2 separate regions of the Ovis aries genome follow, and region 2 is linked to region 1. Evidence: chromatin contacts called from public Hi-C data. All regions are on one chromosome and are shown on one strand. Each heading gives the region's core, a stretch centred on a gene start, on an enhancer-like site or on the middle of the called end of the contact. The rest is flanking DNA. Distances are from core to core; before and after follow the strand shown. Region 1 holds the start of EGLN3 (egl-9 family hypoxia inducible factor 3). Region 2 has its middle 120 kb from the start of EGLN3.

What was found. Hi-C and Micro-C count contacts between places; a contact is called where the count stands out from the background.
Region 2: a Hi-C map of hypothalamus shows a contact between it and region 1, with 4 times the contacts expected there. The contact joins the enhancer-like site here to the promoter of EGLN3 in region 1. A contact is called at or near these places in 7 of 16 Hi-C or Micro-C datasets (blood, hypothalamus, liver and 2 more).

Annotation. Positions count from the first base shown.
Region 1 is chr18:42,172,606-42,177,642 of ARS-UI_Ramb_v3.0, reverse strand. EGLN3 (egl-9 family hypoxia inducible factor 3) reads left to right here and starts at 2,368. Exons shown (of 4, transcript XM_060401799.1): 1 at 2,368-2,960. The coding sequence starts at 2,604. It overlaps LOC132658123 (a long non-coding RNA gene), which reads right to left and starts at 177. Exons shown (of 2, transcript XR_009597245.1): 1 at 1-177.
Region 2 is chr18:42,290,167-42,295,203 of ARS-UI_Ramb_v3.0, reverse strand. It overlaps a transcript of LOC105603181 not described here. Among named protein-coding and RNA genes, the nearest start is that of EGLN3, 120 kb to the right of the region's middle. Within about 2 kb of position 2,648, at least 44 of the 54 cell types and tissues checked have an H3K27ac peak or open chromatin away from gene starts, as enhancers often do. A contact at or near this core is called in hypothalamus, liver and muscle, where this site is marked.

The DNA.
Region 1 (5,037 bases), core at 1,119-3,618:
CGAAGCCAGGAGACGAGTATCCTGCAGAATGCCTAACTGCCCCTTCCTTCACTGGCCCCTGGGGTTTTGCTCTGGGCCAGGCTGCTCTGCCTGATACTCTCCTAGTGATTTCTCTCTGGGGAGGCATCTCTGTTTATCATGCAAATAGGGCCAGTTTCCAACCAGCCCAGACTTGCCCAAAGCCCACGTGGAGGTTGCCATGGCTCAGGGTGAGACACCAGTTTCCCAATACCTACTTGTTAGGCCCCTACTATGTGCTAGGTGCTGGAGGTCCAAGAATGATGGGCTCTTGTCATCCAGGAGCTGCTGTGGGAATTTAGACAGCAGCTCCTTGAGGCTGGCCAATCAAGCTATTACCTCAGTTGGTGCACCTCCTGCTGGAAGGTCATACCAACAGTGCCAGCTTAGTGCTGCCCTGGCAAAGATCCTCTTCCCTATATAAGTAGGAGTTTCACTGGGGTTCTCACTGACCGCTCCTCTTGAGCATTCTTCAGTTCTTACCTGACCACGTATTTCTGTCTATTCCTTTCCATCAGTAGCAGCAGCATCCCTTTCCCAATCTGCTCTTTGTTCCTGACCCACACTTCGCTCCATTTCTCCTCTCAGAAGAAGAAAAGAGAGGGCTGTGGGCAGGAGAATAAAAGTGTAAAATCTATATGAGATTGTATATAAAATAAACAATACCTGTAATACCTGTACAATCTTTTTTTCTTTTCACAAATGTTCATTGTACTTTTATTTTTATGAGTGAACTGTTTTTTCTTTTTCAGTTTAAATAAACTGAATAAAAGATAAAAATGCAGTTAACATTTGTGGAAAGGAAAAAAAGAGAGAGAGAAGAAGAATGTACAGGTTTTACAGGTATGGTAGGACTTCCCTGGTGGCTCAGTGGTAAGGGAGGGTGGGGTGTTGCTCGATTTCTAGATTGGGAAGATACCCTGGAGAAGGAAATGGCAATTCACTCCAGTGTTCTTGCCTGGGAAATCCCATGGACAGAGGAGCCTGGCGGGCTACAGTCCACGGGGTTGCAGAGTTGGATGTGACTTAGTAACTAAACAACAACAAATTTATTGTAACTTGCAACTTAATGTGAGAACTGTACATTCTTTTGTTCAATTTCAATGAAGAACCCAAGTGCAAAGTGATGTAAAATTTAAAATATAGAAATGGCTTTGCATGCAATTTATGAATCTTTTTCTCTTGAGTCTGTTCTCTGATGTTCAGTAGGAAAGAGAATTTTAAAAATCCATTAATTAATCAGCTTGCTGCTGCTGCTGCTTCTGCTAAGTCGCTTCACCCCATAGATGGCCTCCCACCAGGCTTCTCTGTCCCTGGGATTCTCCAGGCAAGAACACTGGAGTGGGTTGCCATTTCCTTCTCCAATGCATGAAAGTGAAAAGTGAAAGTGAAGTCGCTCAGTCGAGTCTGACTCTTAGCGATCTCATGGACTGCAGCCTGCCAGGCTCCTCTGTCCATGGGATTTTCCAGGCAAGAGTACTGGAGTGGGGTGCCATTGCCTTCTCTGAAGTAATCAGCTTACCTTTGGATAACTAAAAAGTCTTAAAGGACATACCTATGTTGGCTGTTACATGAATGAGCATGTGGTGAATTTTGAAGGCAGACTTTCAGAACATCATATTTTAGTAAGAAGCTTGAAAGATACATTGATCAAAACATTCAGCAAAGCAAAATACAATATTTTCAGTATAAAATATGACCCAGTATTTCTTCATTGTTCACACCCTCCCTTCATTGAGCACCGGGGCCTTGAACATAGTAGCAGTCTGGGAGATGCTTGTTAATTTTAATTAAAATTGGATTCCTCCCAGTCTCTCAAAGTCTTGAACCTCCCAGCCTGGGTCAAACAGCTGAGGAAAGGAGAATAAAGTACCAAGAAGCTAGAACGAGATCATTGCTAAAATATTTGTTTCTGGGTTTATTATTTTATTCAAAAGTCTAGGAAGTGACCGGTCTAGAATGTGGCAGCAAACTGCTGTTAATCCCATTTACATGTTCAGAGTTGGGATCCAGGTTTTCAAGTTTGTTATGGGATTTTAAGCAAAACTGGGCAAATCGATAGCATTCTTAAACTGCCGTCTGTTCTCCAGCTCCCCTCCTGGTCACAAACAAGCGAGGCTGGCGCCGGGCTTGCCTGGCTCCTAGAGCGAGGGGTAAACCCGGCCGGGAGATGGACTGGGGAGAAGGGCTGTCCCGGGGGCGGTCCCGGGGCGGAGCCTGGGCGGGGCCCGTGACGCTTGGAGTCGGCCGGCTCAGGGGCTGGACCTCAGCTTCTCCCCGCCTGGGGCCGCCGCCGCCGCACCAGCGGTGGCTCTACATTTCTAAAAGGGGCCCTCCGACGCTTCACTGGGCCAGTCTGGTGCTGAGTCGCGGAGCTCCGCACAACTTCCGCTGGTCTCTAAACGGGATCCCTCCTCCCCAGAGTTGCGGGCAACTTTCCCCTCTCCCTGGCGCCGCGGTGGCTTGGGGACCGTGGCCGCCGCAGGTAGCTGAACTCCGGGCCACGCTCCCCGCGTCTCGGCTGAGCGCACACGCAGGTCGCTCTCTGCACGCTGGGGGTCCCCAAGCTCGGCTTTGCGGGCGGGATGCCCTTAGGACATATCATGAGGCTGGATCTAGAGAAAATCGCCCTGGAGTACATCGTGCCCTGTCTGCACGAGGTCGGCTTCTGCTACCTGGATAACTTCCTGGGCGAGGTGGTGGGCGACTGCGTCCTGGAGCGCGTGAAGCAGCTGCACTGCAACGGGGCCCTGCGGGACGGCCAGCTGGCCGGGCCCCGCGCCGGCGTCTCCAAGCGGCACCTGCGGGGTGATCAGATCACGTGGATCGGGGGCAACGAGGAAGGCTGTGAGGCCATCAGTTACCTCCTGTCCCTCATCGATAGGCTGGTCTTGTACTGCGGGAGCCGGCTGGGCAAATACTACGTCAAGGAAAGGTCCAAGGTAGGACGCGCGCGGGCGCCCAGCCGCTGCTGCAAGCCCGAGGAGACCGGGGACGTTCGGAGTCCGTTGTGTGTCGCCTTGGCAGGGCTGCAATCGAACTTAGTTTTTAAACAAGCAAGAAGTCCGCCTGCCCCCAACCCCCGCCCCTCACGTTTCCATGGGTTATTAGAAACCTTATGTATGATTTGAGACACACTCGAACTCATGATCTTAAATGCCTGCTTTAAAGTCACTTAATAGTGCCCTTCAGACCTTCATTGTATTCAGAGGGGATTACAACAAAAGCACGTTTAGAGAATTCTAGAGACAGTGTGATTTCACAGTGTGGCATTTGGTTTGTGGAGTCTGGCAGGTGTGAGGAGAATTTGATCTGTGAAAGAGAAAGGCTCATCCTCACTTTTGAGTGCTGCCCTTGGCTTGTTGGCATTGTTTGATCATCCAGTTGATGTGAAAATTCTCTCCTGGTGCTGAGCCCCAGCCACCACTTACCCTTCCTGTCAGTTACTGGGGAAATCCACTCAACCAACCAGTTGAGTGATCAGGAGAGGGTAGTGAAGTACCTCTGGAAAGAAACCATGTTTTTGTTCACATCCCAGCAGTCACTCCTTAGGTGGTAATTTTTCTTGGACACGTTAACAGGTAGATTGGCAGAACTATGGGAACGTGGAGTACCGTAATGTTGGTGCATGTACATTATGCTGGGATAGTCCAGCTACTCAAGTGTTTTCTACAAATGATAATCCAGCCAGTTTTCCAGGGTAGCTCTGAGAGTGATTTATACTCCTTTTATTGTAGACCCCGTCAAGGGGCACTTAGAGCTGTAGAGAAGTTTTACTTTAACACAGTGAGGCACAACATACTACTGTGAGAAGGAAGGTGAGCATTCACCTATGTACCACTCTGTGACACTGCGTGTAGTATTCTTCAATTTAAGATTGCTCCTGCGATATTAATAAAACACACCGTTGTTGTCTCATTTGTCCCATAAGCTGAAAGGAACACTTTTTATAAAGGACAAATGGTGAAGACTGAAAGTGCATAGAAAGGAAGGGGTTGGATTGATCAAGTAGGACAAGGGAGAGACTGCAGTTACCTTTCCAGCCAGGAGGACATGGTTAGACTATCTGAAAACACTATTTTTAATAGAATGCAAATAAAGTAAATCTTAGAAGGAAATGCTGCTTTCTAACCTTTGATTGAGGGAAAGCTCAGTTAGCTGGTCTCTGCAGAACATTTACAGTAAAGTGTCTCTTTACTCCTGTCCCATCATTTTGGTGATGGACTAGAGAACCATTTGTCTTGATTAGTTTTGTTTCCGCACTTGTTTTGTAAATAACTGTGTCTTTCGAATGGGGGAGGGGTCTGGCTAGCCTCAGTGCTGTAGAGGTGCTTGTGGCTTCAACCTGAAACAGCAGATGGCTTCTCTTCAGGTTTTCAAAGTTTCTTTCAAATTTTGTTGTTATGAAGTTCACTCTCAGCATTATAGAAATGGAATTTGCTCAGCAAGAGATCAGAATTAATTGATAGAAAGAGGTCACTAACATATTTAAAAGTTAAATTTTTTGTTTTTATTGTAGATTTGACTTAACAGACAGTTGTAGGGTTTTAAGCTAGAATTTAACTCCACAAATTGAATGAAAAGCATTGTGTACCTCTGAGTAAGGGAAACAAAAAAGATCTCTAGATATGATTCTTCAATTATGGATTATCATCTGGGTATAACAAAACTTCAGTTAACCCTTTCAGAAGGTGACTGAATTGAAAAGAGAAAATTCATCTTTTGGCCAATGAAGAGACCTCTATCCATACTTTGATTTTCAGCTTTCCTTTAGCTGTTTGGCACAAAGTTCTTTATTTCTGCTCTTTAGAATAATCACCTTTAAACTGGGATATTCATTCCCTGGCCAGCTAGAACCAAATGTAAACCACGCTTGAGCAAACCATTATTATACTAGGAAAAAAAAAAGTTTAGTTTGTTTGTATAAAGAAGTCTCCTTAGTAATGTCTTGTGGCCCCTCATTCTCTTACCTGAAGTTCATTATTGAAGCATTGTAGAAACACATTTCATTTTTACATG
Region 2 (5,037 bases), core at 1,399-3,898, 120 kb before region 1:
GTCCCAGTGATTTTTTTTTTTACATGTGACAGCATCCTGTTTGGACATGAGGGCATTCAGTGGCTCATTCTGGCTATCAAGAAACAAAAACACAATTGCTTCTTTAAGGGGTGGAGGGATGGCATTCTTTAAACAACTGTTCCTAGGCCCAAAACTCTCTCAGAATGTCAATATCAAGTTCAGTGTCACGTGAAGGCAAGGGCTTTCATCCTTTCTACACAGCTATTTAACCCTTTATTAGGGTAAAGGAGAGCCACAGGATAAGAAATAATCTCCTCTTTCAAACAGGCTCAGTTATCAAAAGACTTTTCTTCCTGATGGAAGTGGAAGAGTGGAAGACTTTCTTCCACACTTAGCTACCTTGACCCAGGGCTCCTGTCCTGTCTTCCCAGCAGGCAGTTATCCCCACTTGATAAAAGGGGAAACAGAGGCTCAGGGAAGTTGAGTAACTTGTCCCAAATCATAGTCCTTGGCAACTTGAGCCTAGCTCTGAGTGATTGCAAAGCCTGGAATCTTCACCACTGCATTGAGCTGCTACCAAAGAGGGCAACATCCATAGAAGGGATCTCAGCAGAGGCTGGGGAGAGCAGGACCTCAGTGATGGGAGCTGGATATGCTTTCCATGGCCATCTGTACTATTCACTTGTTGTGTGACATTCAATAGCTTACTGAAATGTTCAGTATCATAGATGGCAGCTTGTGGAGCCTGGTACCCTCTCTCCGGGATTCCGCTGTCATATGGTGTTTCCCCAGCAGGCACTGGCATGCCATATTTTAGGGATGTTAAAGATTGAAAGAGGAATTTGCCAAGCGTAGGCCCCAGCATCACCATACTCAGGGAAGTCCTGGCCCAGACTGCTGGTAGCCCTGGTTTGCCAGAGGCACCCACTTCTACCATAGGGTGCAGTTAGAACAGAGGGGGCTCGGGAAGCCAGCTCTGTCCTCTGTTGTTACCAAAGGTTCTGGGTAAGCTAACCTAGCTTTCAGGCCCACCCCTTACATAACATTTCCACTGTAAGGTTGCAATTATTTTTAATTTGAATATGCAGAAAAGTACAAATGAAAAACGAATAATCACTCACATTTCTACAACCCCAAATTAGCCAGTGTTGACATATTTGCTTCTGGTTTTATTTTACATATCCATACCTTAAAAATACGCAAAACTACAGGATAGGTAACTGCATTGTTCTTTGAAACAATTAGAATCTGGAATAAGCTAAATTCCTAATGACCATTATTTCAAATCCTAATTCCTCTTCCTCCATCTAGAGATACTTTTAAGTTTGTGTGTATTCTCACAGCATTAAAAACACACATATATAAAATATAAAGAATTTTTTGCATGTATGTTTTCTCTCTATAAATGGCATAGTCTGTATCATTTTGCAACTTACTGTTCTTCATTGAGTATATTTTGAATACATTCATTTTGATACACATAGGTGTAATTTATTCCTTTTCATGGCTTTAATAGTACTCTATTTTATGAATAGGCCACATTTTATTTATGAATAAATGCACTTGAATTTTCAGTGTTTTATTATGAATGATTTTAAAATAGACATACTTGTCCTCAGGAATACCACGCTGCACAGCTCTGGAAAGTTCCATTTACATCTCTGTGTATGTGACTTCCCAGAGCTGTACAGAACACAGCCTGCCTTGCTGAACTTGGCTGTGCCAGGGTCTCCTTTATTCATTCTGTTGACAATATTTATTGAGTGCCAAGTGAATATAGGGCATTGTTCAAGGACTTTGCTTGTATTCATGTATTTATTTCTCTGAAAAGTCCTAAAATGTAGTGTTTTTACCATTCTTATTTTTCAAACGAGGAAAATGAGGGGAGTTGGGGACAGTCAGCGGGTTAGTTAAGGTCACATGTAAGCTGCAAAACTGGCATGGTGACTTGAACAGCTTGAATCCTGAGCCTCGGTGCTGAACACTGCATTAAAGTCTCCCTTATGTTTAACTCTCTGCTTCGTGGGTGTCCCTCTCTCAACTGTGAACCCTTGACCGCAGAGGCCATGAGAGCTACTTACAAAATAAGTATCGCCAGTGCCCAGATGTGCGGACCTTCATTGCTGCTGCTGCTGCTAAGTCGCTTCAGTCGTGTCCGACTCTGTGCGACCCCATACATGGCAGCCCACCAGGCTCTCCCGTCCCTGGGATTCTCCAGGCAAGAACACTGGAGTGGGTTGCCTTTTCCTTCTCCAATGCATGAAAGTGAAAAGTGAAAGGGAAGTCGCTCAGTAGTGTCCAACCCTCAGCGACCCCATGGACTGCAGCCTACCAGGCTCCTCCGTCCATGGGATTTTGAGCGGACCTTCGTTAGGGGCACAGTAATGTTCCGTGAATCACTTTACTCATTGTTCAGCGCTCCTTTCCTAATTAACTTTTCCTCTTCCTTTCCTCATCTCTCTCTCTCTTCACAAGCATCCTTCTCCTGTCTCCTTGCCCATAACAAGCCTACCCCCTCGCACACGCTTTGAAAAGTGACACATCTCAGATGCACGAAGAGGAAAGCTTTTTAAACTCGCCCCAATGCGGGAAAGGTTGTTGTATCAAAGGGCAAAGGAGGACTTGAAATTTTTGCTGAGCCTCAGGAGACCCATTCCTGCAACTGTGTAGGTCCACAGCGGAACAGGAGGCTCTGCTCTGCTCATACGTTCAGGGGACACTACTTCTAATTCCGTCCTTCAGCCGGCAGGCACGTAGGCAACTTCCTCTTATAAAGTCGGTTGTAGCAACTAAACAGGTGCAGATCTGAGGAAATGCAGGCCAACTCGAGTGAAGTCCCGGCTGCGTGTGAGATTAAATTGATAAGGGACTTCCCTCCCTTAATTTATTGGCTTCAGTCTCCCCAGTCTGCCCTGGACTCGACCCCTGCAGCTGGAGCCAAGCCCCCTTCTCCATCTACCTCGCGACCTCTCGGAGTGGGTGGGAGGGGGGAGTCACCATGTCGGGCCAAACTGCGGCTCCAAGTGGGAAGGCACACAGGGACGAGGGCAAGGTCGAGTTCCCACGGAGGATCCGGTAGGGGAAAGGCGAGCTCACCCCACGTGGCTTTCAAGCGCAGGCGCCCCTCCCGCCGGGCCACAAGGGGAGCCCTCAGCCAGGAGCGCCGCGGCGGTACGTGCAGGCGGCCGGCGCTGTCGAGGGCACCCACCCGGGTTTGGGCTGCGGTCGAACGCGCTGACTCACGCTCTCGCTACGTGAGCTGCGAGCCGGCCGGGGCCCGGCAGGGCGCCAAGCTGGGGCCGCCGCCCGCCCGCGTGGTTATTTATTTATTCGGGGGCAGCTGCGCGCGCAGGCGCCGTGCGCCCTGACAGTCCCGGCCGCCGCCTGCCTGCGGAGGACTTCATCCCCCGCTGGCCCGCTTGCTGCGGAGTTTGAGCATCTTTATGACTTGATGGCTGCTCCGGGGCTGTGATCTTTGATCCCCGGCGATAGCACCCGGGGATTTCTGCTAGGAAGGGGCAACCAGGGTCACGTTAGTCTGCCCTGGCTCAGGGACGCTTTGGGCTAGCCGTTCCTTGCTCCTGGGGGACTCCACGGGGCCCAGGCCTCTGGGTTTGCATTTTACTTAAGGAAAGAGCCATCTCTTAGTCCACGTGCTCTCTTGCACGTTTTCATCTCAGTTGATCCCTAAACAACCCTGTGACATGGAAATGATAGGAAGGGCAAGCACATGTCAATCCTGTTGACAGATGAGGAAATCAGAGCTTGTGTTTAGGTATTTTATCTGTTGACAGGAGAACGATTTACTGTAAGTTTTATATATAGAAGTACTTAGCTTTGGATAATAAGTGTTTGTGTTGGCGCAGCCTGTTTTTGCGACATCTTCTATTCTGTGTTCAATGGAAAGACGAATGAAAGTAGGAAAAGGAGGGGTGGGGGAGGATGGAGAGTTTGTATTAGTAGGTGTGAAATCTCACTATCTACAGCTCTGGTGTCTTTTGATAGATTTAAGTAGAAACAGCTGAGCTTACAGTAAAACCAGTGTTTGTGGAGTAACTGGCCAGTTCTCAACTCCACCAAGTGAGTCCTTGGAGGTCTGCCACGGATGTGGCAGGGCCTGGAGCCCCTAGGCCTGCATCTGGGTCATGACGCCCTGGTTACACCATTGAGAGACTCGGCACAGGGCCGCTGACACCTCTGAGTTTATTTTCATGTCTTTGCGTTGCTGTGAGGCTCAAGATGAGAATGTATGTGGAGGGGTCTCCTTAACTACCATGGTCCACAGAAATGAGACATGGGTATTTTTCCTTGGTCATACAATACCAGAGTTGGAGAGTGAGAGACACTGTCTACCTCCCAAAGTGTGTATCGGTCTTGTTTGCTCCTCTTGGGGTAAACCATGGAGAGCATACAGTAGGAGCAAAATTGAGATTCATTCTCATGGAAATTCTGTCTTTAGATACCAAGTCCTAGGTTACACTACAAACACACAGCTAAGCCATTTGTGAAGAACTTTTCAGTTTTGCCTGTTTTTTCGGTGGTGGTGGTGGTGGTGGGGGTTTGTTATGATTTCTTTTCATTTTTTTTTTTTGAAAGGGGCCAGGGGGCTTGCCAAACTCTAGAGTATAAAATTAACACATGCTTTCATAAAAGCAAATGAAAATATAAAGAGAAAAATCTTTTTATAATCCAACATTCATATACCAGTAATGTTAGCATTTCAGGTATATTTTTGTCTAGGTATTTAAAAATTTATTTAATATGATTGAGACCACAGTCTATGTTATATTGTTTGCCTTGTTTAAAGTTGTAGCATGTTTTCCCATGTTATTAAGCCTTTTGTAGTCAATTTTATGATTTTATGAATTTTTTTTCAACAGTTTCCCTATTGTTGGAAGTTTAGGTTGTTTCCATTTTTTCTTCTTTTTTTTTTTTTTGCCAAGCAATACTTCAGTGAATATCTTTGTGTATAAATATTTGACCACTTTATTTATTATCTCCTTAGCATGGGCTTCCTGAAGTGGAATTTTTAGGTCAAGTAACATAAACATTTTCGTGACAAGATCACATTGCTAG